2 separate regions of the Danio rerio genome follow, and region 2 is linked to region 1. A link is a contact called in public Micro-C data. All regions are on one chromosome and are shown on one strand. Each heading gives the region's core, a stretch centred on a gene start, on an enhancer-like site or on the middle of the called end of the contact. The rest is flanking DNA. Distances are from core to core; before and after follow the strand shown. Region 1 has its middle 39 kb from the start of slc6a17. Region 2 overlaps ngrn (neugrin, neurite outgrowth associated).

Region 1 (5,350 bases), core at 2,482-4,981:
ATTTAAACAACTATTAGGTGGTGTTTGCTTGTGATTTACAATATAAAAGCCAATGATTATTTTGATATAGAGCACAATAGAAGCATTTGACCCTTGTTCAACACTGCTTGCTTTCAAACTCGCTGTAAAATTACAGACACAGATAAGATATCAATGAAAATTGAATGTATAAAGAATATATAAAGTGGTAATCTGTGTGAATTTCACTGAGGTATTGTAAGGATTTGCTGAAAAAACACATTTCGACCACTTATATAGCATACATATGGCCTCATAATTTTAAACACTACTGTTCAAAAGTTTGGAGTCACTTTTTAAAAAAGAAACAAATACTTTATTCTGCATGTATCCATTCAGTTGATCAAAAGTAAAGGTATGAAAATAAAGCACACCTGGTTTAATTAAATTACAAGCAATATCACACGAGTAGCATTGTGATATTACTGTACTGTATATTAGCACTGCTACTTGTGTGATATTGCGTTTATAAAACAGTTCGACAGCATAATTGTGTTAAAAAAGAAAATCAAATACGGAGAGTCTCAAAAACTCTTTTGTGGGAGAAACTACTTTCTTCCGCCATTCATTCACATCTGCAGCTGACGTTAGAACAGCAGAAACCGTTGCTAATTCACCAACGTCACTTTGGTGTTTAAACTAGTATTTGAATGATTCTCTAACGTAATGTCTAAAGTGATGACAAAACAAGTGATTTTGCTCACATTTTAGGTTTATAAAACTACTGCATGAAACGGCATGAAAAAACGGCATGAAGTGCCATCAGTCTAAAAAGGTTTCCCAGTATTTCTCTGTAGCAATCAGAATATCACAATAATTAACCTACAGTAGAAAAAGCCAAAGCAAAGCACACACCACCAGTTTCTGTGGTATAAATACAGCGCCACAACATACAAAAGAGAATCAGAATGTCTATTACACAATTTATAATGATTTGTTCAGCTGTAGTTTGAAACTTGCGCTGAGAAAATGCTGTTTTTCTCCTCTGAGGACTTATTATGCAGTCTCTGCCGCCATCTTGTGGCAGTACATCAACCGTCACTTTCTTTGGTTTGCTCAGACAGGCTGATGGCGGCCGATGCACTGAATCTAATGCTCCTAAATTATAAATATTTTAAAATAGTCACTATGCTTATAAATAAACTGCATAGTTGCAATCTAAATAACTACATTCTCGGCAAAAAGCCTCAAAAGTACATTATGTTGTCCAACAGCACCAATATTTGTCAAACTGTAGAGTGTTCTCAGCTTGTCGCTGTATGTGGGCGGAGTAATACACAAAGGTGACGGGTGAAGAGGCTATACGAGTGCTGTTATTTGCAGAAAAATCGCACAGCTATCTGCCAATCAGATTCATGAGCCAGACAGAACTGTTGTAAATACACACACACACACACACACACACACACACACTTATTTTGAAATATAGTAGTTTTACTGTTTTCTTGTCAAATGTATAAAACAATTTATTGCCAAAAATGACCCAAACTTTTTAACAGTAGCATGTTTTTTTTTTCTTCTGCCAAATGAAATGTCATGATATTTGTGCATTCTCTCTAAAAAGCTGCAATACATATAAAAGAAATGGAGTATAAAAAGTTAAATCGTAAAATTAGTTTAAAAATAGAACGAAAAACAACCTTGTATGGAAAAAGCAGATGCATGTACTTATAAATTACTATGTTGAGCTGGAAGACAAGGACCATTTTCTTTGAGGAACCAAAGTATAGTCTTGGTTTGTGTAATGTGTAGTCCCTTTATGTGTACTGTCGAGTGAATACTATGAAGACTGCCTGACGTGATTGAGATCTGCTCACTGCCCAATAATGTGCAATCTTAAACGTGATTTATCTTTTATTCTGTTTTATTTGCTCTTAACAGACACTCTGAACCTAATGAAAGAGGCTCGCTTACAGTATTTATTCGAGTAAGAATAGATTCAGGGAGTAGAAGAGGGCTGGAGAGCAGAGGAAAGTGTGGAACAAGAGTTGTGGGTCTTATTGAGTGCAACGGCAATGCTTTTGATCATCCAGCTGCTTGTAGCTTTTGCATCCATCACAAAGACTGCTGAGGTAAAAATAGATACGGACTAGGCTGGTTACCCAGGGGAACCTGTGTCAGAAACAGCACGGCTGCATGTTAATGAATTCTCCGTTTGTGAGTGTGTGTGAGTGTGTGTTGGGAGGAGACTTCGAAATGTTCCTATAAGGGCCTTGTAGTATCCTTAGCAACCGCTGCATTTTACAACAAGGGGAAAATAATTTAAAGGGACCATTCACATTTAATCTAACATTCTGCTGCATTTAAATGCAACCAAATACTCCATTAAATGACGTATGAACAAGATGCCTCGTTTTGTTCAGGGTGTAGGGCATTATTATTGCTACACTGAAAATAAATGATTCAAAGATGATTCCTTGGATGTTTAAGTTAAGTGGTTGTAAACAATTTGTTTGTTTAAATTTAGCCCAAAAAAATTAAGTTGAACATTACCAAATTTAATTTGTTTAAACTCAACACACAAAATGTTTGCAACTATAATTTTTTCCCAGTGTAGATAGCTACATAGGCAGCACTGCACAAAGCTTTATATAGCCTACCTGTCATTTGCTGGAACAAATATTAAAGGCCTAGTTCATCCAAAAATGAATATTCTGACACTGACATTTACTCACCCTTCACTTGTGCAAAACCTATTTGTGTTTTTCCTTCTTCTGTTGAACACAAAAGAAGATGTTTTGAAGTAGCTGGCATTCCTTGACTTCCATAGGTAACTTTTGTCGGTGGATGACAGCAACCAGCATTCTTCAAAATATCTCTTATTGTGTTCAACAGAAAAATTCAAAAAGGGTGATAACCACCTGAGGGAGAATAAATGATGAGGTACTTTATTTATTTTTGGGTGAACTATTCCTTTAAGAAGGAGGAGTATTCTCCAGAAGCTTCAGAAACATTGGAAAAGTCTGTATTCATGTCAAGCGCGCATATCAAAGGATCAAATTCAATTTGAAAACTTAAAACACTATGTTTGGATTCATCAATCAGGATGAATTTATACCAACCGAAACAAAAAAATGTTCATGTACACATAGCCACTCATGTCACTCCACACCGCTATGACTCTATTGCTTCTATGGGACATAAAATATGAATTCATTTAGGAATATACTGGGTGCTGTTTTCTGTCCATTGAAAATGAGGATTGGAACTGTAAGCTTAAAAGTAGACCAAAAATTATCAGAAAAGCAGTGCAAGTTCCTTTAATATTCTTGAAAGAACAGACATACGTTTGAGAGAAGCCAATAGTAATGCTTGTGTGATGTTTCGGAACTTGATGACCATTTCCATTCACATTCATTGTTAAAACTAATGTCTTAAACACATTTCCTTATGTGTTAATATTCGAAATTAAGTTACAATTGGTTAATGATTTTAAAGTAACCCAAAGGTAACTGTGTGCTGCCATTCAAGACCTAGGAGACATTTTTAAAGCCAGGCTAAACTAATGTGATGTGCATTGAGTCTGCCTTCATCACAGTCAGATGAGAATGTCAAAAGAGCACATTTACTCGCGTCAGCACAAATGCACCGTTTTGTTTGTTGTAGTTGGGTAGTTGTCCAACGTGTGGTAAAAGTACAATAATTTAAGTGTTGCTCCTTGCAATAGCACAAGATTGTCCACAAGATGTCGACGTTTGCTGTTGATTAGTGTGTTGAAGGTGTGTCTCTGTCTCTGAGTTGAACATGCTCTCTCTTTCTCTCACACACACACACCCCTCCTCTGAGCACAGCTGGTGCCTCTCATTATGGCGTACACTCTGATGATTAATGTGAAACATATATTGTTTGTTTTGTTGTTTGCTTGTGGCACTTTTGTTTTTGTGCACTTTACCTTCTCTCCGCAAGGGGCCCCAGAGCTGCACCTCAAGCACAATCACTAGGAGTTTTTATTTTTAAATAAGCCATTTAAAGTTATATCTGTTTTTAGTTAAAATAATCTAAAAGCTATATTTAAATGTGAGCAAAACAAACAAACTAAAAATCTTTTGGCTTTCACAAATTATGAACAATGAGACACGTAGAAAAGAGAAGACAGCATGGCTACCCAATTAAAAATTCCACTGTGGCAGCAGGAATATTAAATTCAACATCAGAGATCTCGTTTCTGACCCCTAGGATGTCCGTAATGGTAGTGCAGGCCAATTATTTCACAAAACTAATTTTGTGTAAATACATGGATACACAAAGCACAAATCCAATATAAAGTTAACTTTAAAGCTAAGAAGCTTAATTATTTTTTTATCTTTTTAAATGTACATATATTAAAAAAAATAAATGAATTGACATTTTATGACTGTACATTAATTCAGATGACAATTAAATACAAAAACAGGCCATGTTAAGTATTTTACTTTGGCAATCAATCTCAAAAAAGAAATGGCTCTAGCTGAATTGCTGTAAAGTTTTACATCAATGTTTTCCTTAACAATATCATAAAAACGTCAACAATATGTAATGTATTTTTTATTTAATGCCATGTCAGCAACTATGGCTATTTTCATGGCAAGAACATTTCAATAATAAATATACAATTAAAAAAAATCAACAAGCAAACGAATACAAGATTAAATAAGATTTTTAGCATTAAAAAATTCTAAAAATTCTACAACTTGGTGTCATTTTGCTAAAAATGTCCTTAAGAGAGTTCAATTCATAAAAAGCCTTCTGGAATCATTAAAAGCAGGGCAGTCCAGTACAATGTGTTTTACTGTAAGCAGAACTGTACAAACATTGGGTAGGATCTTCACCTTTGAGCAAAAAACCATGGGTTATTCTTGTATGTACAATACAAGAAAAAAAATATGTACAATTATGTACAATCTGTTAAAAATCCCTTGATCAAATCTAGCCTTAAAATGTCTTAAAATTCTGCTTTCAACAATATATCTACAATAAAATATACAGTAAATTAATTAACAGAGAAAAAAGCACAAAAATAACCTCTTGTAGGGCTATCACTTAAAACATTTTAGGGCATACATTCTTCAGTTCAGTTTATGTTTAATGCCTCATTCACACTCGCTCTGCGTGGCTAACTGCTGTAAATGCAGGTCTGTGTAGGTTCACAGAATGGGAAATACAACCAGCCTCTGAGCGAGCTGGGAGGATCACGTGAGCTCTATTGGTGCCCCTTATTGGCTGTTGCTCAAGAAAGTCGCTCACTCTCTATTGAAATGAACAGTCACTTGTCACTTTGCCGCTGCGAGTCACTCGTAGTGTGAATGAGGCTTAACACAACAATTTAAATAAAATTACTATTCTTATTTTAGTT
Region 2 (5,387 bases), core at 1,585-4,084, 150 kb after region 1:
TCTGTGCTCTAGAACTGCCAGTTTAGGACTGTTGAATGATATTTTTCCTAGCATTGATTGGCGCAATTATGCATTCTCAATGTTATAAGCCGTTGTAGGGGGATCAAATGTATATTTATATTATACATTTTTAATTATTAATATTAAAGATATGAATCAGAGAAAGCTATTTTTATTATCACAGGGTTGACCCTCCATACATCTTGTTTTGATGTCCTTCAGGGAGGGATCAAGTGTTAGTTAGGGCGTCAGTCCCCCCAAACCCCCCTGTAATTCGCATCCTGTGTCTATTACAAAGGTCTCTGAAATTCTGTTTAATCAGTCACAACATTGAGCATTCAAAATTTGTTGTGATTATAAGCCATCATTTTCTATTGTCACGTGCATGTGTGGACTAAATTATTATTATTATATTTTTATATCATATGTCATACTTATTTGAATGGTTTGTGAGCCCAAACTTTGATTTAAAATGTAAACATATTAAATAATTAATTAGGAGATTAAATAAAATGAGATAAAATGTGTGTATATGTTCAGTTTATTTAGCTTGTGTGTGTATTTATAATATACAGTCAAGCTGAAATTATTCATACCCCTTGGCCAGGTGTGGACTTAACCAATAAGTGAGATAAGCAGCCGCTTAGGGGCTTGGGGAATTAGGGACCTCCAACCAATGCAAACTACGCACAGAAATGAAATCCAACCTGTTAAAGGACTAGAACCGGTGACAATCTTGCTGTGAGGCGACAGTGCTAACCACTGGGCCACCATGCCGCCCTATGGAGGGAAAGTTGAAGAGGTAGGGGTGGAAGGGGGGATTCTTCAAATCGAAGATGACTGTAGTGAGAAACCCTGGCTCTTTATAATGGCTATTTATAATTTTAAATGCTAATGCAGAACCAGCCGTGTTCAATCATAATCACGTGATCCTCTTGAAATTAGTTTATACATAAACTTCACTTCAGTCATATGTTGTAAAATCGATTTTAAATATTTTCAAAACCAAGGCCCCCATGAATAGTGGAACGTTCCTTCCGTACTGCACATGCACGAAGTGTGAGTGCTTTGATCATAGACAGTGTTGCCAACTTAGCGACTTTTCAGACCCCCCTAAGCGGCAAATTTTCCAAAAAGTGACTAGCTAATGTTTTTAGGTGTTACTGGAGATTTTTAGAGAGTCTTATGTTCTGTACCGTTCCTAACATCACTCTTCACAACGTGCTGAGGGTGATGCTGTCGGCCTCTCCACCGCTTTAGAGCACTCAAAGGCGGCACGGTGCCACACAGCCATCTCTCACACCTGCAGCATTGAGAGCAGATCATTCATCTGCATGCCGACGGCTAATATTTTAGCAGTAGAAACGTGAGGTATTTCCCTGGTACAGTTAAACCCATCTGCTTCTCCACTGTTTTACATGTAATCATTTAAATTGACTGCTTATTATTATCTTGTAGTTGTTCACAATCACAGAGATTTTAGTGACACCAGTTTGCTAGCGATTAGAGAAGAGGCAGACAGAGTGTTCAAGAGTGAGAATATTGAGAACATTTGGGGAAAAAAGTATAAATACGACAACTTCCTCCACGATCCTGCTGTCTGGCCAAAACAGCTCAGATGATGAGTGTTGTGAGCTTAAGAAAGAGGGCCTGTTCACATCACATTCTCCAGTGAAACGGCCACCGATTCAAAAACAGCAATTATTCAGTTCATATGATAACGGGTGCAAAGTTTAGTTTGATGAATTGTAAATTCCACTTGTTTAAATGTTAGTTTACTATTATTACTATTAAAATCTAATCACAACAATAGCCAATTAACTGTACATCGGGGTGCCTAAACTCAGTCCTGTAGGTTAGTTCCAACCCTGATCAGACACATCTGAGCTAGCTAATCAAGCTGACTCAACATCTGTGCTGGTGTGTCGAGACAAGTTGGAGCTAAAATCTGCAGGACACCGGCCCTCCAGGACTGAGTTTGGACACCCCTGCTGTACATAGTTTGTGAACTTGTTTTTTTTTTGTTTGCTTTTAATTTTACATTAGAAAGAGAATGGTTCATTTAAATATTAAAATATACAAAATATGCTTTTTAACATGCAGTTTTTTTTTTTTTTAATTGCTAGGGCCCCATACCTGGAATTGCTTTGGGCCCCAAAATCACCAAGTCAGCCCCTGTTTATGGGAATCTCATTTTATTTATATGAAAATATGAATAAATCCTATTTTTTCCTCAGAGTATCATTTAAAGGGAAGGGGTTGCTATGATTTTATGTCTTTTTAATTAAAATAGTAGTTCACAATTTAATGTAATACTTTTTTTTAGAATAGATGATTCTTAATTGCAAGTATTTCATGGCAAAAAAACAAACAAAAACTTTCATATGCAGCTCCTTGTAAATCAGGCCCTAAGCCAAAGAAAAATAAGTAAAATCAATGAATGTTTGAACGTTGATTTCTCAATAAATCATACCAATCTCATGTCTTGCCAGAAATGTTGTAGTTTTTTACCGGCCAGTCATCTGCCATATGATTTCACAGGTACCTAAAGCAGGAGTCTCCAGAGGAATGGACGCTCCAGAGACTAGCAGAGGGTTTCTCTGTCAGCCCTGATGTCATTTCCAGAGTCTTGCGCAGCACGTTCACCCCACCAGCAGCCCGGAAGCTAAAGCAGGATGCTAAAGTCTCCCCCAGCAGTGGACCACAGTATCTCAAAGACGGCAAAGCTGAACAATCCAGACTTCAGAAGAGCTTGACTCCATCAGTACTGCTCCCCTCTGCAAACACATCTCATTCTGCCCTCAAAACACTGGACACCAAGCAGACTGGACTGACGCCCTCTGCTGGACACATAACATTATCAAAACAGACAGCTGTACTGAATGTGGCACCCGAATACCAGGACAGGCTTGAGTCTAAAGGTGAGATGGATGTGAATGATGATGTAGAGTTTGAGGAGGAGTGGGATGGAGTGATTCTGACTGACGAAGAGCTGGAGAAAATCACACAAACACTTCATGAGAAGCCCAGTCCAGTGGAGCAGAGAGGAAGAGACTTTTTTGATAGTGAAGGTAACTTCCTGTATAGAGTTTGAGACACTTGGAGTTTATGTTTAGAAAATGTTTGTTAAATAAAAATATATCTAAAGGCATAATTCAACCAAAAATAAACATTTCTTCACCATTTACGTAAACTTGAAAGGACACCTATGATTAACATTAGTAAGCTGTTTGGACAGAGCTGTATGTAGGTATATTGTGTCCACAGTCATATTAGAGTGATAGAAACGCAAGTCTCTTTTTAAAAAATATCCTGACAATAAAATAGGACCCATATCACAGTGATTTTGAGGCCCACTGCAACGTGGGTGTGGTTTTCCCTGACCACCGATTGATTGACAGGCATCATGTTTCTACAATAATGTTTATACACGTCCACAGAACATTTTTTTGCAAATAAACTTGGATTAAAATATCTCTGTGATTTTCATAAGTTATATACGTTTAAAAAAAATTTAAAACAGAGTTTGTAATAAAGACAGTTAAATCATTCATTCTTAACCGCTATAATCAACACGGCCACATGGTGTCAGTAAACTTTAATGTGTGTGTAATGCAAATGGCATTTGTGTGAGACTCATCATTTCAGAAATGCTTGAATAAATTCCACCACAAATACATCAAATAAACTTTCTTGGGTGTTTTTGACTTGTGACGTTTTTTCAGCTTCATCCATCACTAACTGCTGTTTATCTGATTTAACCCATGAGAAGCAGACACACATGTCGAAACGGTGGGTGGGGAGAAGCAGCTCATTTGCATTTAAAGCCACAGGCTACTAAAACAGCTACACTGTACTCAGCCACCAAAATAGGCAGGTTCTACAGGCTATAATAAATAATCTGATGGGTATTTTGGGCTGAAACTTCACAGACACATTCTGGAGACAACAAAGGCTCGTCTTACATGATGTTAAAGGGGTAAAATAGGTGCCCTTTAATGAATTTCGTTTTGTTTAACACAAGACATCCTGGAGAATGCTGGAAACCAGCAGACATCGACACCCAGAGTAAAAACAAAAATACGATCAAAGTCAATGGATACTGCTTTATAAAATAAAAATAAAAACAATAATATAAACTCCCAACAGGTTTGAAGGATGGAGAAATTATTATTATTTTCATTTTTTAGTGAACTATCCTTTTCGTAGTAAAGAAATGATTGGTAACATGGTGAAAACTGAATACTTTGCATCTCTGTCACATTTATATGGAGCTGCCAAAGGAAATACAATTTGTTTTACAGGTAATTGCGTTTATTTTTCATAATTGAGACAATTTTTTACACTTTTAAAAAAAATTTATACAGTATATACTCTTATCATAAAAATGTATACAGTATTTATTTTTTATTTCTTGGAAATAAGTTTATTTGTGTAATATAAACTCAGGTTTGTGAGAGAAAGTGTTTGCATCTTCTAAAACCTTTTTTTCCTCACAGAGTTGATGTTTTATATATTGCAAGTTTATTACGCTCATATTTAATTCATTTTCTTATATAAATTGCTTTATTTTTTCCTAACTGCAGAAGAATGGAATTAAAAAACTGACAAATAAGTATAAATTTTGACCACACAAAATCAACAGGACAAATCAATTTATTTCTCAAACTAACAGTTCTTTTCCAAATATACAGAGCAAAGAAAATAACAGATACAAAGTGGGAATTGCTATATATGTACAGAGCTTCACAACTACTATGTACATTGAAGAAGTGTTCCACCTCTCATAAATAACATCAGTGTCACAATAGAATTAACTTCATTTGCATTGCGTCTACTTGTCATATCCAGATTATTTTTATTTTTATTAAGCATGGAGAACAACCTAAACTGTCCAATTTGCAATTAAATGGGAGGAATACAATATTAGAGGCTCATTTACTATTATTCTGTTTTATAAAAAGTAAAAGTACTGAAATATGAACTCATGTTTTTGAACTGTGGTACTTCTTTCCTCTTGTTTTAGAATTATAGATGATGAGATTTACATTTTATTGAAAGGCACAAGCTATGCCTTCATGCTAGGCACTTGAATCAAAACACAAACTAGAATTTTTATACCTCTTAAACATCATATGAGTATTTGCAAAGGAGATTGTCTTCCTCTATGAAAATATGAGACTTTCCATTAGGATTGGTATAGATAAGTAAACAACTGCTAGAAATTTGGCTAGAAATGAAGTGTAGATACTTAAAAGAAAACTCACTGCATCAGACGTTAAACAGGAAGTACAAGCGGAAAGGTGCTAAACTGCTTTCTATTGCATTTGAATCTTGTTAAATGGCATGGTCAAAGAGTTCCGACCACTGGGTCTGTTCTCACTGAT

What was found. Hi-C and Micro-C count contacts between places; a contact is called where the count stands out from the background.
Region 2: a Micro-C map of caudal fin shows a contact between it and region 1, with 3 times the contacts expected there. The contact joins two enhancer-like sites. A contact is called at or near these places in 2 of 18 Hi-C or Micro-C datasets (caudal fin and embryo).

Annotation. Positions count from the first base shown.
Region 1 is chr8:26,786,905-26,792,254 of GRCz12tu, forward strand. No RefSeq gene overlaps it. Among named protein-coding and RNA genes, the nearest start is that of slc6a17, 39 kb to the left of the region's middle. Within about 2 kb of position 3,732, at least 13 of the 62 cell types and tissues checked have an H3K27ac peak or open chromatin away from gene starts, as enhancers often do.
Region 2 is chr8:26,933,622-26,939,008 of GRCz12tu, forward strand. ngrn (neugrin, neurite outgrowth associated) reads left to right here. Exons shown (of 4, transcript NM_001045253.1): 4 at 2,542-3,684. The coding sequence ends at 3,094. sort1b (sortilin 1b) reads right to left here. Exons shown (of 20, transcript NM_001126465.1): 20 at 4,639-5,387. Among named protein-coding and RNA genes, the nearest start is that of ngrn, 5.2 kb to the left of the region's middle. Within about 2 kb of position 2,835, at least 4 of the 62 cell types and tissues checked have an H3K27ac peak or open chromatin away from gene starts, as enhancers often do.